Regions from separate parts of the Mus musculus genome. Here all the other regions are linked to region 1. A link is a contact called in public HiChIP or PLAC-seq data. All regions are on one chromosome and are shown on one strand. Each heading gives the region's core, a stretch centred on a gene start, on an enhancer-like site or on the middle of the called end of the contact. The rest is flanking DNA. Distances are from core to core; before and after follow the strand shown. Region 1 has its middle 17 kb from the start of Tpd52. Region 2 overlaps Zfp704 (zinc finger protein 704). Region 3 holds the start of Gm41997 (a long non-coding RNA gene). Region 4 holds the start of Zbtb10 (zinc finger and BTB domain containing 10).

What was found. HiChIP or PLAC-seq counts read pairs in DNA pulled down with a chosen protein or histone mark.
Region 2: a contact with region 1 is called in an H3K27ac HiChIP or PLAC-seq map of embryonic stem cells, with 5 times the contacts expected there. The contact joins two enhancer-like sites. A contact is called at or near these places in 3 of 115 datasets of contacts at active chromatin or transcription factors (differentiating embryonic stem cells and embryonic stem cells).
Region 3: a contact with region 1 is called in an H3K4me3 HiChIP or PLAC-seq map of neural tube, with 5 times the contacts expected there. The contact joins two enhancer-like sites. A contact is called at or near these places in 7 of 115 datasets of contacts at active chromatin or transcription factors (craniofacial prominence, embryonic forebrain, embryonic limb bud and 3 more).
Region 4: an H3K4me3 HiChIP or PLAC-seq map of neural tube shows a contact between it and region 1, with 3 times the contacts expected there. The contact joins the promoter of Zbtb10 here to the enhancer-like site in region 1. A contact is called at or near these places in 2 of 39 promoter capture datasets (embryonic stem cells and pre-B cells), 6 of 484 Hi-C or Micro-C datasets (the AML12 cell line, CD4 T cells, cortical neurons and 2 more), 5 of 115 datasets of contacts at active chromatin or transcription factors (embryonic forebrain, forebrain, neural tube and 2 more) and 1 of 9 other capture datasets (liver).

The regions. Positions count from the first base shown.
Region 1 is chr3:8,977,428-8,984,397 of GRCm38.p6, reverse strand. It overlaps a transcript of Tpd52 not described here. Among named protein-coding and RNA genes, the nearest start is that of Tpd52, 17 kb to the right of the region's middle. Within about 2 kb of position 2,502, at least 105 of the 459 cell types and tissues checked have an H3K27ac peak or open chromatin away from gene starts, as enhancers often do. A contact at or near this core is called in embryonic stem cells, neural tube, regulatory T cells and 1 more, where this site is marked.
Region 2 is chr3:9,487,576-9,494,545 of GRCm38.p6, reverse strand. All of the region lies in intron 2 of Zfp704 (zinc finger protein 704), which reads left to right. Among named protein-coding and RNA genes, the nearest start is that of C030034L19Rik, 88 kb to the right of the region's middle. Within about 2 kb of position 2,660, at least 21 of the 459 cell types and tissues checked have an H3K27ac peak or open chromatin away from gene starts, as enhancers often do. A contact at or near this core is called in embryonic stem cells, where this site is marked.
Region 3 is chr3:9,343,116-9,350,085 of GRCm38.p6, reverse strand. Gm41997 (a long non-coding RNA gene) reads left to right here and starts at 6,251. Exons shown (of 3, transcript XR_878675.1): 1 at 6,251-6,342. RefSeq lists an enhancer at 1,792-3,331. Within about 2 kb of position 2,950, at least 126 of the 459 cell types and tissues checked have an H3K27ac peak or open chromatin away from gene starts, as enhancers often do. A contact at or near this core is called in neural tube, where this site is marked.
Region 4 is chr3:9,246,034-9,253,003 of GRCm38.p6, reverse strand. Zbtb10 (zinc finger and BTB domain containing 10) reads right to left here and starts at 2,437. Exons shown (of 6, transcript NM_177660.3): 1 at 924-2,437. The coding sequence starts at 1,874.

The sequences.
Region 1 (6,970 bases), core at 1,253-3,752:
TCTTGTCAGCATGCCTGTCTGTACATCACTTGCCTGGAGTGCCCTTGGAGACCAGATGAGGGGGTCAGATTCCCTGGATCTGGGCGGAGTCACAGACAGTTGTGAGCTGCCATGTGGGTGCTGGGAATCGAACCCAGATCTTTTGGAAGCACAGCCAGTGAGCCTAATCAATGAGCCATTCCAGTCCCCTTGTGTGCTGTTTTAGAAAAACAAATGTTACTGAGCTATATATACACATGTGTATTTTCCATTTCCTCTGGGTCATGCAGAGCTCTGTATAAGTACCTGCTGGTCACTTCATCCTCCTCAGCTGGTGCATGGCATTACAGAGTATTTATGTGCTATGACTTCATGTCAGGCTGCAGTTATTTTGGTTCTTTCCAGTGGTTTGTGTGTGTGTGTGTGTGTGTGTGTGTGAATTATTATAAGCAAGTGCTTTGTTTAGTTTCCTGCATGAAGTGTGCTTGTCAAGGATAATATGCAGAAGTGAAATTGATGATCATGTGAAACTTTAGTTTAGACGCTGACTTCCTGGTACTCACATGGTAATGCCCAACCATACGCAGTTTGCCTTATTCACCTTCCAGTTCGCAGCTAATTCAGTGCAGTGGAATTGGAATGCGCCAATTGGACCTTTCACACTGTGTGTAGTAGCCTTCGGATTACTGACGTGTGAGAGTGTGTGTGTGTGTGTGTGTGTGTGTGTGTGCGTGTGTTGACATATTTAAAACCCTTTTTAATACTCAAAAGTTTTCCTTTCTAACAACTGCAGACTGGTAAGAACTATGTTCAGCAGCAGTGGGTCATATACATAGAGGGCTGAGTGTCTGTTGTTCTGTAGTTCAGGTTGGCCTCCAATTAGTGATCCTCCTGCCTCAGTCTCCTTAATGCTGGGATTGTAGGGATGCACCAACGTAGCAGTTTCAGTTGGACTGAGAGAGGGACACTGTGAGCTAGCTGCATCCTTTCTGTCCATGTCTCAGAGCTGGATTTCAGGCACACACCACCAGCATCTTCAGCATCTTCAGCATCTTCAGAGTTTTCCTACGTCATGCCGAACTCTGATGCCCATGACCAAGATCAGTGTTGACTGCGGTGTCCTGCTGAGGGGTTCTCCCCACCCCCATGCCTTGGCAGCACTGCCACAAGAAGTAGGGAGGCCTGTAGTCATGGGTGGGCTATAGAGGGCCCACTGTGTTTTTAGTTTTACCAATAACCAGTTCCAAATTTTCAGAAACCATGGGATGGTAAAATTAGGAAGGAAAGAGAAGGGAGGAGGTGAGGGAGGGAGGTGAAGAGGATGGGGGGGGGGAGGAAGAGAGGCAGAGAGAGGAGGAGGGAGAGGGGCGTGGACAGGGAGAAGGAAGAGATGGAATGTAGGTTCATACACAGTTTTCAGCCTCCTTTTGCCTAAATTATTAAAACCAGCCCCTCAAAGCTGCTGCTATTTTAAAAATAAGAGATTCTTCTCCCAACAAAACAAAGCAAACAAACCAATCAGGGCACATATTCCACAAGAAAAGGTATTACTTTTCAGTTTGATTTGAGGGGGAAAATTGCTTTTCCTTTTGCCTCACGCAGATGTTGAGTGCAGAGCTGCCCGCTCCCCCTACGCGAGTGCTGAGGTGTCTGTCAGTGAGGGCTTCCTCTTTGCCTCATGCCCTGGGCCTGGGAACTGCAGAGCTCCTCAGGAAGGAAGGGATGCTGCTGCCGGTCTAAGAGGCTGGCTCTGCCCCTGAGCACCTGTGGGAAGGTGTCAGTCCACGTGAGCAGCTTCCTCAGCAGCCCTGCAGCACACAGATGATCTTCCCGTGCGCACATGTCACCATCTGTGGTGACAAATGTGGCATTTAAAGAATCACTTACTTGCCTTTCGGGTCTTAGCAGAAGGTCACCATGTTTGGCCACAAGGATGGTGGTTTTATCTTCCTTCCGGCTTCTGGCAAGTCTGGTTTTCCTTTCGCTTGAGGCACAGTTGGTGAAGCACCCACATGGTGGCTAACATCCATTGGTAACTCCAGGTCTGGGAGTGAAGGGTGGGGGCTATGTTCTCTTCTGACAGCCGCAGGCACCTGGTACACTTGTGCTACACAGACAGAAATGTAGGCAAGACACTCATATAGATAACAACTATTCTTAAAAATAGAGATAACTTACTTTATGAGGTTTTTGGTGGTCTAATTTCCTGGGATCAGGAGTTGAGGAAGTTGAAGTGTGCCAGACACTTTGATAATTCTTAAGTTTGGTCAAAATGGACACAGAATACCTTGAAACAAGTGGACATAAAAGCTATGCAAAAGGTCTATAGTTTCAGTGCATACCCATCTCACAGATCGGAGACATCCTCTTTGTGGACATCACCTTTCTTATGTGGTTTCAGGGAATCTAACAAAAACCGTGGTTTTGAAGAAAGGATCTGAGATTTGTGTGTGGTGCCTGGCCTTCCCCAGTCACTTCCTGGTCTGAGACCTAATAAATATTTAATGTGAGGAGGCCTCTGCTGAGCTTGCTGGTTGCCATGGAGAGGTGACTGCGGTGTGGAAGACAGGCCTTCAGTGACAGGGGTGATCAGGAAAGGTCATTCGGCTTCAGCTGGAGGTGACTTCCTGTTCTGGCTTGATGAGTTTCAGTAGGGCCTCCACGTGTAACGTTCCCAGTTCCCAGTTCACGTATTGCTTTGTCTTAGAGCTCTGATTTCAGCTCTAACTGTACAATGACAGCCTTGGATATTGAGACAATGAAGACAGATGTTAAGCATTGTTTCTGCTATAATTGTGAAAGAATGAAGTGTTATGCTCTACAGAGCGATATAGAACACCAAGAAAACCTTACTTGGCGATAGCTTTCATTTGAAGAAACATGAACATTCTTCCTGAGTCTGACCATCCCTTCACCCAGTTCTAAATCTGTTTGCAACATCTGTCATGTGTGATGTGTCTCACTTGAAAGATCAGCCAGTAAATGGATGTGACTTTCATGATGATATAAAACCTCTATATTTTATGAATATTATAAGGATGTACCGTAAGTGAGTTTTTAAATTAAAATCCTGGAGAAAGGGCCTTGCTGTGTTGTCCAGACTTATGACAAACTTCTGGGCTCTAGCCGTCTGTCTTAGTTGTGTGTGTTGCTCTGATTTCACACTAACGAAAGCAGCTTGGGGAGGAAAGGGTTTGTTTCAGCTTACAGGTCTCAGGTCACACGCTCCATCACTGAGGTAAATCAGGGCAGGAGCTACAGCAGAGGCCGGGCCAGGGCTGCTTACTGGCCTGTTCCTCCTGACTTGCTCAGCCTGCTTTCTTAGAGAATTTAGGTCTGCCAGCCCAGGGGTGGTACCATACACAGTGGGTGACCCACATCAATCATTAGTCAAGAAGGTGACCTTGCAGACTTGCCTACAGGCTACTCTGATGGAAGCATTAGGGCTTCCTCTTCCAGCAGGGTGGTGGTTAGTGCACACTTTTAATCCCAGCAAATGTAGTTGTATCTCTGGTCTACAGAGTGAGTTCCAGGACAGCCAGGGCTACACAGAAAAACTCTTATTTTAAAAATAACAGCAGCAGCCGGGCGTGGTGGCGCACGCCTTTAATCCCAGCACTCGGGAGGCAGAGGCAGGCGGATTTCTGAGTTCGAGGCCAGCCTGGTCTACAAAGTGAGTTCCAGGACAGCCAGGGCTACACAGAGAAACCCTGTCTCAAAAAAAAAGAAAAAAAAAAAAAACATAAAAAAAAAAAATAACAGCAGCAGCAGCAGAAAGTTACCTTCCCTCTAGAAATATCCAGGCTTGTGTCAAGTTGACAAACCCAGCCAGGACACCTCTTGTGCTAGCTTACCAAATAGCTGGGACCACAGCTACATGCTACTGCGCCTAGCATAAACAACATCTTTCTGAAAAGCAGTTTGCTTCCATTTGACTACTTCTGTGGCACTACAGTGGTGTGTATATTACAATCTTAACATTTAACAAACATACTTCGTGTTGAAAGTGGAACTGTCTAACCCTTAGTGATTTCTTTTTCCTCCTTATTTTCCTGAGTAGGGTTAAATGATTGTACTGGTTATTTTTATATGGCTGTGATAAAACATCATGGCAAAGTATGGTGGTTCGGATGAGAGTGGCCCCATAAGCTCTTATGCTTGAATACTGGATGCCCATTGATGGAGCTGTTTGGGAAGGGTTAGGAGGTGTGGTATTGTTGGAGGAGGTGTGTCACTGGGGGTGGGCTTTAAAGTTTCAAAAGCCCATACCATTCTCAGTCTCAGAGATGTTGTCTCAAGGTGTGGCCTGCCTACCTACCTGTGGCCTTGCTTCCTGCCATTGATGGCTGTAGATTTTTAATTCTCTAAAACTATATGCAAGGTCTCAGTAGACTCTTTCTTCATCTTCCTTGGTCATGGTGCCTTTAAACAAATCCCAACATAATATTTGTATTGGTCCTTTGGGGATTTCACACCACACACCCCTATCACATATATTTATTTCCCTGTCCTTCCGTGATGTCCCCACACTGGATGATTGTCACCTCCCCAGCAAACACAAAGGCCATGTTGTGTTATCTGTATACTCCCCAGAGCATGGTCAAACTCTTAGTGGCCTGCCATTAGAGCAGAGTCCTTCCCCTCCCCCAACCCTGATGGAAGCCATCTGTTGTGGAAAGTGACACTTCAGCAGACTGTCACAGCTTTTAAGAGTTCTCTTTGGGGGCTGGAGAGATGGCTCAGCGGTTAAGGGCATTGACTGCTCTTCTAGAGGTCCTGAGTTCAATTCCCAGCAACCACGTAGGTAAAGTGTCCAATCACAAGAGAGGCATGTGCTGAACAAGCTGGACAAACCCATGTGTTTTCATAGAGGCACATAAACAAATAACAAAAGCCAGTTGTAATGAAAGATCCACAGCAAACTCACACCTATCTGCTACACCTGAAAGGGACACTGGACGATAATCAAAGAACAGCTCCATGGTCGTGAAGAAACTGGGGTCACAACACTCATGTCTTGTTTCTTGGAGTGTTCTCACAAGCACTCAGAACTCGGCACACACAACTCCACACCTGCACTTTACCTACGTGACTTTTCTTTTCTTTTTTTTTTTTTTTTTTTTTTTTTTTTTTTTTTTTGAGTCAGGGTTTCTCTGTTTAGCCCTGGCTGTCCTGGAACTCACTTTGTAGACCAGACTGGCCTTGAACTCAGAAATCTGCCTGCCTCTGCCTCCCGAGTGCTGGGATTAAAGGCGTGCGCCACCACACCCGGCCTACGTGACTTTCTTAACCTTTAGAGTATTAATTTTCTGAAGCTCTAAATAAAGTTGGCCATCTCATGAGACTTTAGATTGCCTCGTTTATCAGCTCTGTTCTCCCAGGTTACAGCATCAACTAGAGCAATTGTATATGCTGAACTCTTTACCAAGGCGTTAATACAGTCAGTTTTCAGCCTCTGTGGGATTGTGACCCACGATTGAAGAAGCTTTGACATGGTTTGACTTAGGACCGTAGAGGAGGGGCCTGCCAGGAGTCCCTTGCAGTGGTCCTTGGGGACCATTGTTCATCTGGCTATAATGTTAGGGAGAAGGGACTTAGGTGGTCAGGAGCTATACTGGTGACATGAACTTGGTGCTGATGTGTTTTGGGTGTTCTCCGTGGCATTAACATGTCATGGGATCAACCTCTAAGCTGCTTAGTCTGGTAGGGATGATTCATACTGTATGCAACTGTGATCCAAGGTAGAAAAAGGCATTTGCCCACAGAGGCTTGGATTGATGGTGGGAATATTCACGGAGCCAGGGTTGTGGGGATGGGGTGTTGAAGGAGGTGAACCAAGGTTTGCTAACATTGAGGGTGTGGGGCTCATCCATGTTTTGCAGTGCTGGGAATGGACACGAGAGCGCGCACACACGCACACACACTCTGAAAATGTCTCAGCTGCTCTCCTTAAATGTCAGGAGAATAGAATAGAATGGAATAGAATGAGGCTCATTTAATGTGGGATCTTAAGTGATGCTGCTGCTGGGTTTTATGGTGTTGACCTTTTCAAGAAAAACAGACCCCCCTCCCCCCTCCCCCTCCCTGCCCCCACCCCCGCCCCCGCCCCCGTTTTGGAGTGGTGCTGGCATCAGAGCTGGCAGGAATGCATACTTCCCTAGAGTTCAGTACAGCTAAGTCTTTTACTTACATTGTATTGTTTAGAATTCAGGACCATATGCAATTGAGTCTTCCAAAAATAGGTTCCACATGGGTGTTTACGTGTGCATTCACCCAGCGTTAGCTCTGAGACAAGTTTCCTGTATACTGGGACACCTCAGCCGCGTAATTTAGGATGGATTGCTGTTCCATAGCTGGTTAATCTCCTTTAGGTCATTAACAGCCTAGAAACTAATAAGCAGACCCTCTAAATACTACTTTATGCCTGAAAAGAAAACAAAAAGGAGTCAGTATTCCTGGGACACTGAGATGTTTTCTCGCCTAACCAGGTGCAGCCATGTGCCCCATGGGTCGGGTTCTGGGGAGACTCGTTGAGTCAGGAGGGATGTTACTCCAGGGACAGTTGTAATTAGAGCTTTGCTCCATTTTGATTAAAGGATTCTAGTTAACATGAGCTTTCAGTCTGGGTAAGGCTCAGGCTCTTTTAACTTTCAGGGTGGCTTCGGGAGAATCAGGACTTGGGTTCTGGGGAGGGTTCATGCTCTCACCACCAAAGCAAGCCGGAGGCCATGAGGCCAGCGGCGGGGCTGCGGCCCAGCCAGAGCTGAGGCAGTCTCTCTATCATGCAGTGTTATATCATGCATGGCCTGGTTTTATTTTCATTTTTTTCTCAGATAGATAAGAAATTGGAATTGTTTGTGGTAGTTCTGAGCCTGCTCATCGCCTGTGTCACTTCATGCCCAGGCAGAGCAAGGCAGGCGGCTCTGCCTGAGCGACTGGGGTCAGGCATCTTCCGAAACACCAGGCTTCCCACTTGTAAATATACCAGGAG
Region 2 (6,970 bases), core at 1,411-3,910, 510 kb before region 1:
CACGCACTCAGATTCTAACAGCAAGTTAACCCGTGTGTGCAGTCATTGCTGAGAATGCTGCCTCAGAACATCTCATTCGAAGGCTCCTGTCTTAGTCAGGGTTTCTATTCCTGCACAAACATCATGACCAAGAAGCAAGTTGGGGAGGAAAGGGTTTATTCAGCTTACACTTCCATACTGCTGTTCATCACCAAGGAAGGAAGTCAGGACTGGAACTCAAGCAGGTCAGAAAGCAGGAGCTGATGCAGAGGCCATGGAGGGATGTTCTTTACTGGCTTGCTTCCCCTGGCTTGCTCAGCCTGCTCTCTTATAGAATCCAAGACTACCAGCCCAGGGATGGTCCCACCCACAAGGGGCCTTTCCGCCTTGATCACTAATTGAGAAAATGCCTTACAGCTGTATCTCATGGAGGCATTTCCCCAACTGAAGCTCCTTTCTCTGTGATAACTCCAGCTGTGTCAAGTTGACACAAAACTAGGCAGTACAGCTCCCATCACAAGTCAGTCTTGAGTGAGAAAAAGAATAAGATGGTGACTTTCGGGAACTGTGAAAACATCCACCCCAGGTCCTCTAGCTGGGAACAAGGGAGAGAAGAGTGTTAATACTCATCTTGTGTAGGCTTAAGACATTACTAGTGATCCCAGAGTGTGTGAGCTGATTCAGTAGTAAGGTACTTGTTGCTCAGCCTGATGACCTGAGTTTGAGTCCCAGAACCCACATGGTCAAAGGAGAGAACAGACAATCTGTATTGAGCTCCATACGCATGGCTTCTCTCTTAAAAACGAGTGATCCTAGCTATATCTGCTGCTTCTGCCCAGTGGGGTGGCACAGGGATCGAATGATCTCTTTGCAACATCACCTCATCTCTGTCTGGCAGCCTCAGTACCTGAATGCAGAGTACAGTTGTTTCACTTAGATCTTAATGAGTAATTTAATTTGGTGAGTCAGAGTTTTGATTTTTACAGCCATGAAATAAAACCAGTGTTCATCCATTATTCTTTTCATTTTAGAAATCACTATTGTTTCTGTGGAATCCGTTCAGCTGATGAATATTAAGCCTGACTTCTGTGGGAGGCAACTAGCAGAATAGAAAGGCAATTATAATAGATTTTTGTTGTTGTTGAGCAAAATATTTATACTGAAATCCCAGAGTCCAGGCACGCTCCCCCTTCTCCGCCACGTCCCGCCATAACCTAAAGTGGGCCAGTGTGCTGCCAGTGCACTCACAAGAGAATCTGTCAATCAGGTGGAATGTAATGATCACAAGGAAAACTTAAAGTTTTGGAGGAATGGGTTTTTTGAAGACTACTCCACATGTGAATATGTGAAGTTAGGAAAAGCTCAGTGGACACGCAGTGAGCTGGCTAGAGGGGCTCCTTAGGGCAGCTGTGAATCAGGTTTGTGCAGAGGTACCCCAAAGTCATAGCACTTATTAATGTTACCTGAGAGCCTTAGTCAGTGACTTATTGAGAATGAAAGAATTACAGCAAGATCAAACAACAACCACAAAAACCTCAGCTTGGTACCTCAGGATATCATGCCTTCTGGATAACTCACACTCTGTCTCTCTGCCTCTGTCTGTCTGTCTGCCTATCTATCTCCCCCCTTCTCTCTCTCTCTCTCTCTCTCTCTCTCTCTCTCTCTCTCACACACACACACACACACACACACACACACACATCCTATAAGAGAAATAAGGTTGTAGAGAGTGTGGAATTTGCATCCATTTGCCTGTTCATTACCCAAACTCTTATTGGATCCCCATGTCAGCCACTGGTTTGGGCTCTAGAGACAGGACTGTTCTCGTCCACATAAATGTGTTTTCTTCTTGGGTGATACAGGTTCAAGGAAAGAATTTTCTTCTGGAACATTCAAATAATCAAACATTTACCTCATCTGGCTGATCGAACATTCTGCAGACATTGATTCTTAAAGAGGGAACAAGCTGGATATAACTGGCTGCTCTTGAACACTGTGGTCCCACACTCTGAGATGTGGTCCCATGCTCTGACAGTGTCCCACACTCCAGCAGCTAGCATTAGTTACATGGGGGAAAGTCACAGCAACGTTAGGCGGTCCTCTTTTTAACCTGTGTTCTTATCTGAGTCTTAGAGAATTTTGCACATTGTGTTATGTTCATATTTATCCATAACTCCTCCAGGCTCACCCTGCTACTGGTATTCTTTTAAAAGAATGACTCATTGAGCCCTATTTGTGCTGCCTTTGACTGGCAGCAGGCCTCATTAGTGTAACAAATGGTCAGTTGGAGTTTGTCATGTGTCTTAGCCTGTGTTTTGTTGCCGTGTAGAGACGTGACCACAGCAACTCTTATAAAGAAAAGCATTTCATTGGGCCTGGCTTACAGTTTCACAATGTTCGTCCATTTTCATCATGGCAGATGGTAGCTGAGAGTTCTACATCATGATCCACAGACTGCAAGAGAGAAAGAGAGAGTCACCATGCCTGGCTTGGGCTTCTGAAACCTAAAGCCACTTCCCTAATGACACTCTTCCTCCAACAAGGCCACACTTCCTAATCCTTCTAAATAATGCCACACCCTGATGACTAAGCATTCAAATATGTGAGTCTATGGGGAACATTTTTATGCAGACTGCTACTTCATGCCTTTCCCTAAAGCCCCAGAACCAGACAGCTATTGGGTGAGACCCACAGACATCACAGAGTACATCCCTCTCAGCAGGACTAAAGGAGTGACCTCCTTGCTGTCAGTATCAGATTTAAGGAGGGCGCCTGGAGTACAGGCCTCACTGAAGTAAATCTTACACAGCGATATGTAGACATGGCCCTTATCTAAGGCGATGGTGAAGACATAAATCCATGAAGACATGTTATGGGAATGGTACTTTAACGGGACTCCTGATGCCTGGCAGTTTGAAATCATCTTGCCCATGGCTTGACTTCTGTATTATCTGTCATCTCTATGTCTGCCTCACAATGGCAGGCATGTGACCTAATTCACCAGTTTCTACTTCCATAGTCTGATACAAAGTTGACTTGTATCCTGTGACTGATTGTAGTAACCGAGAATACAGATGATGGAGTCTTGGAATGCTGTACTAAATAAACACTTCTGTACTTTACACCTTCCGAAATGACCAGACGAAATTCTGCCGCAATTACCATCTGTACAAGGGCAGAATGGATGGAAACCTGTTTAACAGTGACACCTGTGAGTCACTTAAGGGACCTAGGGGGACCAAACAAACTCAGCACGAGTCAACAGCTCAGAAAGCAAATGTCTAAATTGTTACTAGGAATGGGTCCCCTGTCACAGTTCATTTCAACAAGGAACTGTCCCTTAACAGGTGCTGTGCAGGCCGTTGGAGAGCTATAAACAAATGAACAAGGTCTCCTGTATGGAACTGTACATGGATGTAACTCAAAATATATCAAATGCCGAAATGTAAAGGATAAAACTATCCAGCTCTTAGAGCAAAAGGGGAGTAAATTTAATGACCTTGGATTTACTTGTGGTCTCTTAAATATGGTCTTAGAAGCTTAAGCAACAATGGGAAGACAACTGAAACTTTACTTTATTAAAGCTTAAAATTCAATGCAGAAAAGGACACTACCAAGAAAATAAAGAAAATAAAGACACAAAGAGTATGTATAACATCCAGAATATTTACGACTTATTAATTAAAAAACAATGTAATTTTAAGGAATGAGCAAAGGACTTGAGTAACTTTTCTGTTAAAGATAAGCAATCAGAAATGGGACTGCTGTGAAGACGCTCAGCATCGTTAGTCATCAGGTCAGAGCTGTGACTGATGGAGGAATGATGGTGTGACTCAAAAGATGGACCCTAACAAACGTTGGAAAGACGGGGTGCGGGACTGGGCAGTTGGTAAGAGGTACAGCTGCTGTGGGCAGTAGTTGAACTCAGAATTACTGTGTGTCCCAGCAGTTCGACTTACATTTGCCCCCACACAAATTTCTACATGTTCATAAAGTACAAGTAGACATAGCTCAGATGCTCCCCACCAACTCATAAGTGGGCAAATAAAATGTGGCTTGCATATGGTGCAGCTCTGTATGTCCATAATACAAGTGAGGTACTTGCTTCAGCACAGTGAACACCAGAAACACTGTGTTACACGTCAGAAGCTGATCACAGATTATCTCATGGTAAAACTGCATTCATGTGAAGCGACCAGGCTAGGCAAATCTGTAGAGACCGTGAGTGGATGGTATCAGCAGAGGCTGGAGGATGGACGCTCTTTCTGGGATGATGGCAATGTCTTAGAAGAGGTGACAGTTGCAGAACACCGTTAGTATGCTACAAGCCACTGACTTCTAAAGTCATTCATGTTTGTCTGTATAAATTTTACATAGCTCTCAATCAATCTGTTGTTAAAAACTTACACCCCCCATGCACACACACCTTGAATAGAGTCTCCTTCACAGTGCCTAGGTCCCGTCAGATTAGTAATCCTGGGTTCCATTCTGCATAGAAGACAGAAGTAGTTTACTTCACCCATAGAAGTCCAGCACAAGTTTAGACATTTAGACTGTTGAGGTGAAACAGTCAAAGCACATGGGGTGGTTAGCCCATTTGAAAAAGGAAAGGGCTTACAGGCATTCTGGTCTGTCATTTCAGATTGGTGCTTGCTATGGAAAAGGGGTCCAAACTGGTCTCTGTCTTCCTAGAATATAAGGAAGAGACTGGCATGGTGTTTTAATGCAGAGAACTTTCTTTTCTGCCCCCCCCCCAAACAGGGTTTCTCTGTGTAGTTTTGGCTGTCCTGGAACTCACTCTGTAGACCAGGCTGACCTGCCTCTGCCTCCCGAGTGCTGGGATTAAAGGCGTGCGCCACCACTGCCGGCTTGCAGAGAACTTTCTAAACTGGATCATCTAAGAAAGGAGGTGCCTTTCAGGGAATAGTGATGATAAAGACTCCGTGAGGCTGGTGACAGAGAGTGGAAGGCTCCGGTGGCTTTGGAGCCAGGCCAATCTTGATGACCCTCTCATTCATCTCTCACACATGCCTAGACCTTCAAGACACCTGTCTTTCATGACATCGAGCTTTCCAGCAGTAAACTACATCCGGATTTTTGTCACTTAGGAAGTGGCTATCACAGGGAAGAGTTGCTGATAGGACCATTACTTTCACTGTCTCCTCATAATCTGCATGCATGTTTATCCGAAATGGCTATCACACACGAGGCCAGCCCATTTACTTTAGCAGAAGTCACCGAGTTTACATCATGCTCTAGGGCCTTGCCCTTTTAGTTTGTCCTACTAAGAATGGTAGTGAGTCTGCTGTGTCTGCTGTTGCTATATGGCTGGCCATGACCATCAGAGCCATCAGAATTGTCATCAGCATCTAGTCTCCCACTTCCTACTTAGCTGTGGTCTCTGATGTCTTTCACTAGGAGGCTAGAACACCGAACAGCTAGTGATTTGAATTGAGATCAGAAATGTACTAGGAGCCACTACTAGGTGATGTCAGAGAGTGATAGCCTCTGCTGAGGACTGGACACCTGTCACAGAGCTGTCTGAACTCACGGGCACGAGAGGCATCCTTTCCTGATGCACACCTTGATCCAGCTTGCTAAGGGCATGACACTGGTATCCAGCTTGCATATGCCAGTCTCTGGAAAGAAGGTGCTCTATGCTCAGGGGTCACTCACATCGTGTCTAACAGCCACACACTTACCTAACTTGTTAACCTCCTTCCCTACCATTCTGGTAAAAGCATTGTCTTACAGTCTTGTGCTGTTGTAACAAAATACCACAAGCTGGTGGCTTAAACAGTAGACAGTCACTCTCACAGTTCTGCAGGCTAAAGTCTAAGATCAAAGTGTTGCTGGGCTTGGTTCTTGGTGGGATCCCTCTCTTGTTGGCTTGCAGAGGGCAGCTCTGCAGAGCAGAAGGCAGAGTCTGCATAGATTCTATATCATATAGGGGGCTCTGCTCTCATGACCTCACCACAGACGGCTTGGCTTCTAAACACCACCTCCATCTACGAGAGCTAACTCATGAGTCCTGAAGAGGTTAATATATTCACTCTATCACAAACAGACCCTGGTGTCAAATTGCCTGGATGGAATCCCTTGCTCACTATTCCTCTCTGGGCTCAGTTTCCTCCACTTTAAAAATGAGGCCAATACTACTGTTGGCCTCATGGGTTCTCAACACTGATCAAGTTCATGACCCGTTGGTCTCCAAGGCTAGCTCTTCAACTTACCTAACCAGGCTGGAGCAGCTCAGGAAAGAGAATTCTGATTGCCCTTTGCAGTGGCCCTCAGAGTGGTTTGGAGTTAGAGTGAGAGTCCTTGCAAGCATGTGTATGAGTAGCAAGGAAACGATGAATGACACCTTCAGCACAACTTTACCTTGACCTGGGTCAAAAACTTCTGGAGTCTCACCAAGTGGTTTAGCTTTCTTACACATTTAAACACAGTAAAACTTCGGGGAAAAAACAAAGTTATTACAACAAAGCTTTAGGCATGGCCACATCAAAATTACTTCCTAAAGTAGATCTCTTTAGCAAAGCACCTGTGACATTTCCTCCAAGAGTGTGTTCTCATTGATAGAGAAGCAGTGTTCGGGATAAGGGCCTAGGGAGGAAGAGTTTGAAAGAAGCTTAAGAAGAGTTCTGTTGACTGAGAATGCAAAGTACTTGGGACCTCTTCTATTGACTGAGAGACAAAGCTCAGAATCAGACCCTAAACAATGCCCAGGACCGTGGGGGGTTCTGGTGAACGCCTGCTTCCTAGACTAGCAGATCACCAGGTTGTTGGGCAGCATCCAACGCAGGCATCACTTTCTTCCCTGGGGGAAAAAGAGCTGAGTGTTCAACAGTTCTGATTTCTGTAGTGCCTCCTGTGAGCTGTGTCATCTACAATAGACAAGTAGATGACTTTTCTCTACCATGAAACATGGGAAACTTAGGTGTCTAAATAGGGTTTCTATGCTGTGATAAAACACCATGTCCAAAACCAA
Region 3 (6,970 bases), core at 1,701-4,200, 370 kb before region 1:
CCCACAGTTTGTACTCGCTGTCACCCTAGCACTAATATGGGCCCCCAAAAATAGGAAACAGAAAAATTTTTAACTTGATCTGTTCTGAGAAGCAGAACAGAAATTAACATGCGTCTTCAGTTCCAATCCAGCCGTGTGTCCTTGCTCAATCCCCTCTATGAAATGTAGTGTGTGGACTCAGATTCTCTCAAAAAAAAAAAAAAAAAAGGGTATGTAAGATCTCTGTGGGACTGAAGAGATGGCTCACTTGTTAAGGATCCCCCCCCCTTAAAGATTATTTTATGTGTATGAGTACAGTGTAGCTGTCCTCAGACATACCAGAAGAGGGCATTGGATCCCATTACAGATGGTTGTGAGCCACCGGTTGCTGGGAATTGAACTCGGATCTCTGGAGTCAGAGCTGGGCTTTCGAGCAGTCACTGCTCTAACCCACTGAGCCATTTCTCCAGCCCCTCGTTAAGAATTCTTAACAGTTCTTGCAGAGGATCTAACTTTGGTTCCCATCACCCACATAACATAACTAATGACCCATAGAACTCCAGCTCTGGGGGCCCCAACACCCTCCTCTGGCCCCCAAAGATAGTGCGCATTCATGTGCACAAACATACACACGTATACATAATTTTAAAAATATAATCCTTTTTAAATGAAAGATTATGTGTTTGTCTCTGTGTATGTGGGTACCCATGGGGCCAGACAGGGAACCCCTAGAACTGGTGTTACAGGCTGTGAACTACCCATCACCTGTAGAAGTAAAGCAATATCTATCTCTAAGAGCGGTGACCATTCCTAACTACTGAGCTATGCCTCCAGCCCCTCAACCTGCCTCTTAACATACTGAGGTACAGTGAGCTAAAGACCTTCGCAGAGGCATTCTTAACTAAAGCACCATAAACTCATTCAGGGCTTCAGGCAGCAATAGAACCGAACTGGAAGGTTAGCCAGCAGAATCCTTTTACCATAGTCCCTGATGCACGGTACAGAGCAGCTAAGCTGTCCAGAACCTTTCCAAGCCAGTCCTTAGCACCACTTTCTACCCCACAGGGGTACAGAAGGGGCTCTCAGCTATTTTGTCACAAAATAATCATTTTGATAGAAATGGGTCCTAGAACAGGATTCTTGACAATTGTAGTGGTGGGACTGCTTCCAACACAGATGGAGAAAGCCACCTGAAGCTGCAAAGGCTGAAGAGAGAAGTCCTTTGAATTCTCCTAAGACATAACGAGCTGGTGGCCTCGGGGACCTGGTGGGAACTGGAGGCAGCTGATGGAAGTGCTTCAAGGGGTCCCAGACTTTTATAAGTTTTTCTCCCCGTCATCTTCTTTTGTCTGTTTTGGGTTTGGGGTTTTGTCTGTTTTTGAGACAAAGTCAGTGTAGCTCAGGTTGATCTTGAACATAAGGCCATCTTCCCTTAGCTTCCTGGGGCTTGGATGTCAGTAGAGTTCACACAGCCCAGACCCTTTTTTCTGTCGACTTTCATGGGCTCAGACCACTGGGATTATACCCTGCAGAGCTGTGTGATCTTGGGAAAATTGTCTTAACTCTTGTGACTCAAATTCCTTGCTGATAAAATAAGAAATTTCTCTGTGTCCTCTTACTCCACCACTTAAGTACACATGTTTAAGCTAGTGATTCCAAACCAAACAAATGATAGCTTTCAGCCTGCTCCAGCACATATCCTCAAACAGCTGAGTCAGAGTGCATCAAGACAAGCAATTAGATTAGATCTTTCGTCAAGAACGTTTTTAAAGTCCAAGTTGTCTTCCTCTTAGGTACAGCCTTACAATTTTCCCAAGCAAGGACCTAAATGCAAATGGCAAAGACTTCGGGAATCTTCCTAAGATTTCTTCCAAAGATTTAGGAATCAGACCTAAACAATCAGCTATGGGATGTGGAAGAGCATCAGAGGTATCAGGGGTTTATCAGTACCCAGCCTGATAGGTTTCCTACAGGACCTGGGAGCAAGACGGGAGCTACTGCTTCCTGGTGATTTCTATTCACATTCACACATCTGCACACATAAGCCACTTTAAACAACAGGCTGTGGGGTCCTTACACAAAGACAAGGCCACCGGCTGTCAGGGCACTACACTGAATTGGGGACACAAACCCCATTTTCCTATGTAAATTGGCCTGGGTGCTCTTAAGACCCCCAACAAAAGGGGTCAGTCCTATAAAATAGGGCCATCTGGCCGGCCCCAGTGACACCTCCAAGGGTGGGCGTGAGAGAGTGGTCTTCAAGGGACCAGGAAGGTAGGTTGCACTGGAGAGTGCAGCTGTCACCTTGGTCCCAGGGTCCCGCCCGCCCGCAGAGGCTGGAGGCGATCAGATTATAGGTGGTCTTAAGCCCCAGGGCCTGGGGCGCCTGAAGGTCTCATGGAAGCCTCACACAGTTGGGCAGGGCGGGGCACGCTTTGTTCCTGGACCCCCGAAAGGGTGCGGCGCCTCAGAGTTGGCTAGAGTCACTGCTCTGTTCCTGGGGCCTCAGGGCAGCTAGCGCCAGGCCAGCAGCCTTGGGCGACTCCATAGCAACAGCGTGGGAGAGCCACAAAACCAGAGCTGGAGGGGAGAAGGCCGGAGGGAAACAGGAGAGGGGGCACGAAGCAGGGAGAGGGGACTAGAAAGGATAGTTTGCTGCAGGAGAGAGAGGGGGAAGGGGTTCGGTGACCGGTGGGAGTTAGCAATGAAGAAAGATAGGGTGAAGTAAATAAGGGACCGGCACTGGGAAAGAAGGAAGGGGAGTAGAGGAAAAACAAAAGATGAAGGAGCAGTCAGAGAGTTGGGAAGGAGTGAAGGGGAGAGAGAGGTAGATCAGCGGGGGAGAGGTGGGGAACGTGGAGACGGGGCGTGGGGTGGGGTGGGAAGAGGGGAGCGGAGTCCGCATAGGAGCTGGGAGGGAGGGTGGCTGGAGAGAGGAACAGGGCGCAGTCAGGGCGGTTCTGCACTGGATCCCTGGCCGCAGCTGCTGTCCGCGGAGAGGGGAGGAGCAGGCAACGGCGCGGTGACGCCAGGGACCCTAGTGGGCTCAAGGCGCCAGGGGGCAAGCCCAGGTTCCTTCCACCACCACCTCCCCCGGGGACAGAGTCTCTGTGCAGCTGCACACGCGCTTCCAGACCCAGGGATCCCCAGACTCATGCAGAGCAATCTCCCTAGGATGAGGACACCCGGTTACCGCCCACAGCAGGCAGAGCGGAGAGGGTGGGCGCTCCCCATCCGGAGGGCCCAGGTCGTTTCCCCGAAATATTTATTTCACCAGAGAATATTTTTCCATTACAAAACTATTAAGCGATGTGGGCTTTTGTTTATGAGTTTATCTCCTACCCCATTCCCCCCAAACATGGGACCTGGTATAGAGAACATATTACTAATGTTAACCTTGGAGTCAGAAAAACGGTTTTCTAATTTTCAGCGTAAATTTTTTAGAAAAAGCCAGTCCTAGAGGTGTCATCGTTTTTAAGTCTGACCTGCTAAGCGCTAGTTTACACACACAGTCCTAAATTAGCGAGACGGGACTGACCCTGCTTTAAGTTTTCTACGAAAACGGACCACGATTACACTCTGACAGCATTTTTGCGCTTACATGCACGGTGGTACTGTATGTGTGATTGTGTGTGGTGGGAGGGGGAGGGAGCAAACAAACTAATTTCGGACACACCGGTATTTCAAAAGAAATCTCACAGATAAGTGCTGTGTGTTTTATTTTAAAACCATCATAAGACATAAAGGAAAAACAAATAAACTTCTGGACGTTCTCAGCTAACATGGCCTATGGGAAAATGAAAATAAACCTAATTGAAAAAACAGCGCTAGCCATAAATAGGATTTGCTTTCAAGCAGAGAACGTGGTTGGAAAAAAAACCAAACCAAAACAAAAAAGCAAACCACCAATCAAATCCGTGCCCTAAAGAACAGGTTCTGTGGATGCAGCCAAGACTTTCGCTTTGCTGTTTGTTCTGAAAATGCAGAAACACAACTCTGGTTTTCAGGTATTACCCCAAAGAGCTTTAGTTTCTCCTGCCAAGTTAGTCACCTACCCCAAGCCGCAGGCAAGCTCCTGTGTGGGTTTGTGGTAGCCCATCTAGTTTCAACATTGTTTTTGACCGAAAAGAAAAGATGAAACACGTAAACGAACTTACAATTCTATTTACAGAACTCTAAACTGCATGTGGGACTCGCAGGCTGAGTCCCAAAGAGTGGATGTGTGACATTTTCTGACAAAAGCCATCTTAAGTAATTTGTGGGCATCAGTTTACAATCCTTTACATTTAGAAGGCAGAAATTGATATTATCCCATTTTGTAAATGAGAAAATTGAAGTTTACAGAGGGTTCAAAGAAAGCCTGTCCAGGTTCACAGATCCACGCAGCACCAAATGGCAGAGGCAGGACAGACCTGACAGAGACCTTTCTGTCACTGGCCAGCCCTGCTGGGCTCCTTGACTACCACTGTGAAGAAAGAAAGAAATGGGGCTTTCTTTGCATTTAGAGGGACACCACATGAAGCCCCAATGGACATACCTACAAGGTAATCGGGTTTCTCCATTCTGCCCAGTTGCTAGATTGGATTAGAAAGACACTGACATCCAGTGAGCTGCGGAGGTGACTCCGTGGGTAAAGGCACCTGCTGTGGGAGAGACCACCTTCTCCAAACTTGTTTTCTGACCCTCTCCCTGCCCATTCACATACACCAGGCACACACACAGTAGTAATAATTAACTTCAAAAGAAAGATATAAACTGAAAAATAACTTTCCTCTTTCTTTTCACTGAGTTAAAGTTAAGTACAAAGTATTGGGTTTCATCTGGGCCTCCTCAGCCTTCCATGTTCGTCACTATACTCTTATTCTCAAGCCTTCCTCTCCACCTTCCCTGGCTGGACAGAGCAAAATGACAGAGACAGAGCTAGAGGTGGCCTGTGTTGCCAACGCTTGGTGGCTGTGGCGGGGCCTCTGATGTCGGAGGCTAGCTTAGGCTACATAGTGAATCCAAGACCACCTTGAGAATTCAGGGAGATCCTCGTTCAGAAACACAAAACAAAGACAAGAGAACATTCCCTACATTTGTTTTACACAATTAAGCAATAAACAACATTTTTGAGTTATCCTGCTTATCCTACCAATATCATAGCATAAATCATTATACAATAGCCCAGACATCAGAAAAACAGCAAGTAGTGACCCACTTGCCTGAACTGACTAAGTATCAATTATTTATGTGGCCTCCCATGGCTACTTGAAGTTGAGTCAATAATTAAAATATATATGTTCTGATTGCTTCTTGACCTTGTGGCTAAATGGAATGTAAAACATACAGTCTGAGTTCAGTCATAAATCAACTTTTAACATTTCAGGGAGAGGAGGATGCAGAAGTGACTCCGTGGTTAAGAACACTTGCTGCTCTTGCAGGAGACCTGCATTCAGTTCAATTCTCAAGACCCATATGGCAGCTCCTAGCTGTCTATAACTCCAGTTACAGAGACTCCATTCCCTTCTTCTAACCTTAGCGTAGCAGGCATGCATGTGATGAGACTACCTACAGCCATGTGGGCAAAGGATACACAAAAAATAAGTGAAATATTGTTGTAATTTGGGAAAGCACACACATATCACACACACATCACATGTGTGCACATCACACATGCACATACACATCACACACATCACAAATACACATTACACATGCATACACACATTACATTACACATACATATCACACATGCACACACACATCACAAATACACTCACATTCACACACATCACACATGCACATACACATCACATACACATCACAAATACATATCACACATGCACACACACATCACAAATATACTCACATTCACACACATCACACGTGTACACACACACACACACACACAGAGGAATAAAGTTAAAAGAACTTATTTTGAGACAGGATCTCACTATGGAGACTAAGCTGGCCTTAGTTAAAGTTCTGGCTCTAACCTTCAATTCTTATTTGTTTTTTAATCTACACATTTAAAATCAAGTAGGCATAAGCTTTTCTCCCTGAACTTGCTCTGGAAACGATGAGACTATACCTAGCCCTAAAATCTTTTGCCTCTACATCTTTCCTTCAGTTCTCTTGACTCAGCTACAGGAAGAACCAAGGTGGCAGGGAGCAACTGAAGGGGAAGGAGGGAGCACAAAGGAAACAGTTAGGGCAGAGCCAGACAAAGGACAAACTTCTCCCTGATTGAAGAAGAGGTTTCTGGGAGCCAATAGACCCCGCCCACAGCACAGGGAGCAAGGACCTGGGAATAGAGCTAAGAAGCAGTCCGTTGGCACTCCCTCTATGCAGGCTAAGAACTGTCTGGGGACAGCCTTTCCGGTGAGTGTGGCTGTTGACTTCACTGAGGCTGGAGGAAGACTCCTGCAGGAGTTAGCAGCCTCAGGAGGCCAGGATTCTGATAGATCCGTTCCACTCCTGCTTCTACAGCCTAAATGGGGAAAAGACATGTTTGTTCTTGGTCAGAGCCACTTTCCCTGCTGCCCTTGAGAGCATGCCCAGTGGGGTAGACTGCTTTGGGGGTGGGGTGGCCAGACAGAGGCTTTCTGGCTGTCTTCTGCTGACTGATGACAGCCTCAGTTTCCAGTCTCCTCTCTCCTAATCTTCTAAAAGGCTTTCCTATTAAGGGACCACACACCCATCAACTTCAGTCCAAAGGTGAATTTTTCTCTTTTACAGAATTCAAAGGGGAAAAAAATACCCTGCAACTATTTTTAACATTTATGAGAGAGAAGAGGTTTTTTTTTTTTTCTTTGCTTAAATATTCTGATATTCCCATCATGGGTAACTGACATTTTCCCAAAACTAAAAGTGAAAATTCCCAGTAGACCTCCAGTCTGAGTAAGATTTATTATAAAATGAATATGAAGAGTGGGGAGGAGAGCAAGACTCTCAGAATTTTTCACAGGATTCCAGTTTTTGTCTCAACAAAGGTTCCTTTTAATTGAAC
Region 4 (6,970 bases), core at 1,188-3,687, 270 kb before region 1:
CAATTCCACCCACCACCACAGGTTGTCTGAGTCATAAAAAGGAAGACTGACCAACAGCTATTTGACTTGAAAAGGGCTATCAAAACGGTCAGGCTCCTGTAAAAAGGGGGGAGGGGGACTAAAGCTCATAGGTAGGCTTGCTCTGTAACTAGGTTTCCAGTGAGCAAATGAAGCCCAAATCACTTCACATTAAACATTTCCAGAGCTAAGATTAACACCCTTCATATAAGCTATTCACGACCATGTTTTTGAAAAGGATAATACACTCAGAAGAGAAATATCAGTAAGTAACTAGCTAAAGTGTACAATGATTATACCAAACAAGTTTAACAGAGACGGACATCGTAAAATTATTTACCCTACTGAACTAACTTCCTGTACATTTGCATAAGCCTCTCATATTTCACATTATCTCGACCTGACACGAGTTTAAGAGTGGACAGCCTGTAGCACCGAAGCTTAAGGAAACTGTTTAATCCATTCTTCAGGCTACTTCTAGTACTTTAGTGTCTACGAACACAAGAAGGGACAGTTCTAAAATCTCCTCTGACTTAAAAAAAAAAATCCTTTTTGACCGAAAGTCAATCAAAGGTTAAAATCTCCAACCTCTCCCAGCCTCTCTCTCGGATTCAATCTCACAGGCAAACCCTAACTCGAAAAAGAAGATAAACCCAGCGATATCATTAGAAAACTGTCCTTCTACCCCTCCTCCCCCAATAGATCCACAACTTTGGAAAACTTTGTTTCCAGGCTTTCTAAACCCCTACGCATAAGCTCTCGCGAACCTCTCTCGATCGGAACGAAGTGAGTCTTCCCCCGGAGGATCTTAATTTCCCCCCTTCTTTACTTTAGTTTTAGTCTTCCCCACTGATAAACCTTTCCCAAAAGATGTGGTCGAAAAGCAAAGGCAGGATCTACGGTACCTGGGCGTTGGCTTCGTGGAGTTTGTGTTCGGTGGAGACGTGGTGCCTTAGGAGCAGGGTTTTCTTGTAGTTGCGGGTCCCTCGCGAAAGCTCATCATGCCCCACCTGGGTAAGGTCCACGCCGCCCCCATCCTCGGGGATCTTTTGGCACCATCCGCAGAACATAAGGCCGGTATCCTTGGAGTACCGCAGCCAAGGGAAGTCCTTGAGCCAAGAGGTCTGGAAGGAGCACTGGAGCTTCTGCAAGAGGGACTTGGGCCTCGCGAGCGGGAAGTGCTGGACAGTCTCTCCTTCGCCAGCTCCCACACCGCTGCCCTCCGCTTCGTCCCCACCATCGCCGCCCGACCGCCTGCTGCTGCTGCAGCTGCCGCCTTCCGCCCCACTGCCATCGCCCGGGCTCGCCCCCTCCTCCTCGGTGCTGTAGCTCAGGGACGCCCCGTCCTGCATCCACTCCTTCCCCTCCAGCGCGTCCAGCTCCGGATCCACGGCCGCCGGCCCTCGCCCATTGAAATGCCTGAGGGGCCACGCCGAGGTCTCCGGGCGGCCGCGGCTGCTGCCATTGTTGCCGAGACCCCCGCCGCCTCCCCCGCGGAAGGCCAGAGTCCGACGGTTCCTTTCCGCTAGCAGGGGGCCCCCCGCGCCGCCGCCCAGCAAGGAGGGGCCGCCCGTGTCCTGAGGGAGCAGCAGCAACTCCTTGACGTCCTCGGCGGCGGCCGCGCCGGCGGCGGCCTCCGAGTCCTGGGGCTCCAGGCCCTCCAATTCCATTTCCTCGTCGGCCCCGCGCCCATTCGGCTGCTGCGGCGCGGGCGGCGCGGGCAGTCGCGGTTGCGGCTGCGGAGGCCAAGAAGAGGCCTCCCCGCCAGCGTTATTGTTCGTGGGGCCGCCGCCGCCGGTGACCAACCCGCCTCCTCGGAACGCCAGCGTCCTGCGGTTCATCTCACTGAACGACATGGCGCGCGCCGCGGTCACCGCCGCCGCCGCCGCCGCCCGGTGCCTCGGCTCGCGCCCGGGCTCCGGCCGCGTCCCGCGCGCTCGCCGCGGCTCCCCCAACGCTTCGCCCCCGCCCCCGCCCCCGGCGCTGCGCTGCGCCGCTCTGCGCTGCGCTCCCGCCGGCCCGGCCTCACCCTCCCGCCGGCTCGCGCTCGCTCCCGGGCCGCCGCACGCGTCTACTGCCGCCGCCGTCCCAGCCGCGTCCTCTCCACCCGCGCCCCGCCGCGCTCCGGGCAGCGTCCCGCGCGGAGCGGTGGGCGGGCAGCGGAGCGGCGAGCCGGGCGCGTGCGGCCTTCGAAGTTGAGGAGGAGTGCGGTTGCCCCTCCGCTGCCCCGCTTCAGCGCTGCGCGCACACACCGGCCCGCCAACAGATCTCCGTCCTCGGGGGGAGTCGTGTCGCCGCCGCCGGCTGCCGAGGCGCGGACGCGAGAGGCGCGCTAAGCCGCCAGGCTCCGCCACATAGCGAGCCGACAATAAAGCCGGCGGAGCGTTTCCGTCCGACCAGGCCCTGGCGGAGGTCGAATGGCAAATGAACAACGGACCGTGCGCCCACAATGCACCGGGGTAGCAGTAACCGCTGGAGGGGGAGAGGGTGGGGGCCGGCCGGGGGAGGGGGCGGGCTGGGCCGGGCTGGGCTGGGCCGGGGGCGCCCGGGGACCGGGAAAGGGGCCGGCCGCTCGGGCCCGCGGGCGGGGGTGCGGCCACGGGAAGGAAGCGGGCGGGGCACGGGCTGGGGTCTCGGGGCGGGGCCGGCTCGGCCAGGACAAACAGCTGGCGGGTGTCAGGGGCCGGCTCGCCGCGGCGCGCCCGTGCGCACGGTCCCCGGCTCTCGCCACGACTTCACCTGGGACTCCAGGAGTAAGTGCGGTGGGAGCGCGCCCGGCCCTGTCATCTGCCGGGGGAGGGGTGGGTGGCCGTGCCCGAGGAAGTGAACTTATTTTGTTCCTGCACAAAAGACTGGACCAGGCGGTGCCTCCCTCGCGAGGACACCTCCTTGGGCTCCTTGTGTACGCCGGGCAGCACCTCTGGCCCCGGGCGACGATCGTTTCGCAGAAAATGCACCGCCCCGAGTGTCTTATTGCTGTGATGAAATGGAAATTTAAATAAAAGGTCGAACACGTGCGTTCAGTGGGAAGTATTGACATGGGTGTTACATCACCAGCAGCCAATCAGATATCTCCAGTCGTGTTTATACTTCTACAACCACCTTGTGAGTATTACAGTATGTCATAGCGTTATAAATATTAGGCAGGGTTTTCCCCATGAACGGGGAGGAGTCAGCTGCTGCGGGCGCCGCGTGCGGCCGCGAAGGGAGTGCAGCTCCGAAGACAGGGTGTGTAGATGAGAATTAATTTTTAGGATTTTGAGAAAAGCTCTTGGCATCGCGTATGGAATTTAGAGTGATTACATCGGTCTAAGCTGGAAATGAACCTCCCTAAGTTATATTAGTTTACTTTTTTGTTTTTGTTTTTCAGAAAGAGGCCTTGCCAATTAAGAACCCTTAAACTCACCCTCCCCATTAACTATGCTCTATTTGGAAAACATTAGCACGTTTACACTCATTAATTCACAAAGTGAGGTCGATTTATCTGTTATTTATTGGGAGCGATTTTTGAAACAGGGTCAAGGCCAGCCTAGTCTACATTTTAGGTCAGCCAGGGATACACACAAAGATCCTGCCTCAGTATCTCGAGTTCTGGTATTACAGGTGTGAACCACCATGTTGCACAAGCTTAATTTAAAAATTCGTATGTTTGAGCCTATTTCAGGCTTTCTTTCCTGTTTTTTTTCCCCCTGCCTTTCTTAATTTTTTGTTTTGTTTTGTTTTGTTTTTGTTTTTCGAGTCAGGGTTTCTCTGTGTAGCCCTGGCTGTCTTGGAACTCACTCTGTAGACCAGGCTGGCCTCGAACTCAGAAATCCACCTGCCTCTGCCTCCCAAGTGCTGGGATTAAAGGCGTGTGCCACCACACCCGGCTAATTTTCTTTCTTTCTTTCTTTCTTTCTTTCTTTCTTTCTTTCTTTCTTTCTTTCTTTCTTTCTTTCTTTTTTTTTTTTTAAGACTATGTAGCCCTAGCTGTCCTGGAACTCACTAGGCAAGAGTGGCTTTGAACCCACAGACATCCACCCACCTGGAGTTTCCCTTTTGGGGTGGGAGTGGAGTGAAGAGAGCAGTTGATAAATGGTGGTCTCTCATCTTTCAAGTTTTAAAATTCAGATTGATGGCTGTTGTGTCTGAGGACTCAAGAGTTAAGTTCCCAGAGCCTGTGTATGGCGACTGCCTGTGTAAGTGTATGGAGGCTCAGAGCCTGTAATAGCAGCAACAGGGGATTTGCTCAGGTACCAGGCACACATGGTGCACAGACAGACATACCTGCAGGAACAATGCCCATGCACACAAGTTTTTAAAGCACATTTTCTCAGTGTTATAAATTAATATTTGCTAACACTTTTTTTTGAGACAGCATTATTATGTAGCCTGCTGGCCTTGAACTCTCCAGCCTGGGTCTGTCACCATGCCCAACTTACCTCAATGGAACTTTTGATTTGTTTATACAGGTCTCACTCTATGTCCCTGGTTGTCCTAGAAAGCACTGTATAGATGAGGCTACCTGTAATTCACAGCAATCCTGCCTTAGTCCAGGCTAGGATTAAAGGTGAGAGCCCCATGCCCAGTTTCCTTAACACTTCTGATTGAACTAAGCCCAAGACGAGTGTTGAGCTGTGTCGATTTAGATTTTTCAAAGCCACTTTGACTTAATTCGCCTTAATTTTGGTACCTGGTGTAATGAAGTTTTGTATATGAAATAAAATTGATGAATTCTAAAGTGAGTTTGAGTTTACTTGTGTAAACTTGTCACCTATGACAACATAATTTCGGTGAGCTGACTGAGGGGACTTCCATGCCACCAAAAGCTTTGACTTGGGGTGTCTTCCTATCATCTACCCGTACTGCCACCTGCCATCAGGTGCCGTAGGCCCTGTACTTGGATAAAGGCCCTCAGAGTGAGTTGGTGAGTTCTGGTTGGTGATTTTTCAGACAGTTCTGTGCCATACACCTTGGAGGAAGAAGGAAAACCTGCCTGCTGTGGCTGCTGTAGTATGGAAAAGTGTGACAATGACATGCTTGGTTTTCAATGTGTTTTTTTTTTTTAAGACTCTAAGCATTTTGCAAATAAATACATTATATTTTAACCACCCCAGCCTCTTTCCCTTAAAAAAAAAAAAGTGGTTACTGACATCAATCAATTATAAGATTAAGATTGAGAAATGTCATCTGTATTTATTCATATCATCTGCTTTATTCAAAAACTAATAAACTTACCTCATCTCAAGCTTGAATCCCTAATTAATGTAGAATAGGAACTATATTAAGTTAGGCTAGAATCTGCTTCCTATGTATTTTTATAGCAATCGAGTCAACCAAAACAGTTCAAGTTCTACTTGGCATTCACAATGAGTAAATGCCTTTCCTCACACGCACATCCTTCCTTATGTTTTATAGGTCTACACTGTTGTTAGGTATGGTAGCACATTACTGTAATCCCTGAAATGAGGAAGCTGAGGCAGGAGGATCATTTCAAACTAGCCTCTGCTATAGGCTTTAGACCAGCCTAAGCCACACAAGATCTTGTCTCAAAAAATGAATTAATGGACAAATATTTAAATAATTTCCACATGGCTTCTTTCTGAAATTATCTTTAAACATGAGCTAATTGAGTGACACTCAGGATGGGGAGCCACTGTGCGGCTCAGGACTCCCAGGAAGCCCATCTCCAGGGGATCCAGTTGCCTCTTCTGTTCTCCACAGACAACCCGCCCCCAACACACACATAAAAGTAACTTTTAAAGAATGAATGATGGAGCCGTGTGGTGGCACACATCTTTAATCCTAGCACTTGGGAGGCAGAGGCAGGCGGATTTCTGAGTTCGAGGCCAACCTGGTCTACAGAGTGAGTTTCAGGACAGCCAGGGCTATACAGAGAGAAACTGTCTCAAAGAGTGAATGATACATTAACATGGACCCTGAGATCTCTCAAATGCTGGACCACCAACCTGGCAGCATACACCAGCTGATCTGAGGCCCCAACACATATAGCAGAGGACTGCCAGGTCTGGGTTCAGTCAGAGAAGATGCACTTAACCCTCAAGAGACTGGAGGCTCCAGGGAGTTTAGAGATCTGGTTGGGTGGGAGGTGGGGACATCCTTGTGGAGTCAGGGGTGAAGAGGAGGTGTGGGATGTGAAACAGTCAGAGGGTGGATGCAGGGTGGGCTTAGAGGGGAGGGAGAGTAAAGTCTGGAGCATAAAAAAATAAAAGCGTTCCTTGGTTAGATCCCCAGGACTGTAGAAACCAGGCATGCTAGCATGGACCTGTGACTCCATCACTTGGAAAGGAGAGGAAGAGAACCAGACTTCATCCTTAGCTATATTAAGTGTGAGGCCAGCCTGGCATTCAGGAGCTCCAGCCTGAAAAGAAAAAAATAAATAGCAATACTAGATTTATGTAAATTAAATTCTATGACCATTGAACTAATTAATAGCCAAATAGTATTGGTGAGAGGAGTAGGTGTGTGTGTTTATGTATGTGTGTGTGAGAGAGAGAGAAAAAGAGAGAGAATGTGTGTCTCTCTGTGTGTTTATTTCAGTTGTCTGCCTCTAAAACCTACAAGAAATCAGAAACCTTGAAGGAATCAGAAACAGATATCTACCACCAAATGCCCTGTACTAAGGGAACTGTGACTAACAAGGGGCTCTCCTTCTCTGTAAATGGAGTGTTTAGGAATTCCCCCACCCCTTCCAGTCTCCAACTAACAAGCAGGGGCCTGTCCTCCCCTGTGGCCCCCATACTTAGTGTTAGGGTTCTGCCATATTTAAGGGAATCCCCCAATGCTTACCAGGGAACCCCTGAAGAACGGGGCAATCCCAAGCTGTCTGCCCCCTAATTTCACTTAAATTTTGTAAACTTCTAGAGGTGATGGTTCATGCTGTCCCTGGGGGACTGATAGGAAGTGACACCTAGACCTGGCTCAGCTGAGCCTTGGTCAGACTACACTGTCC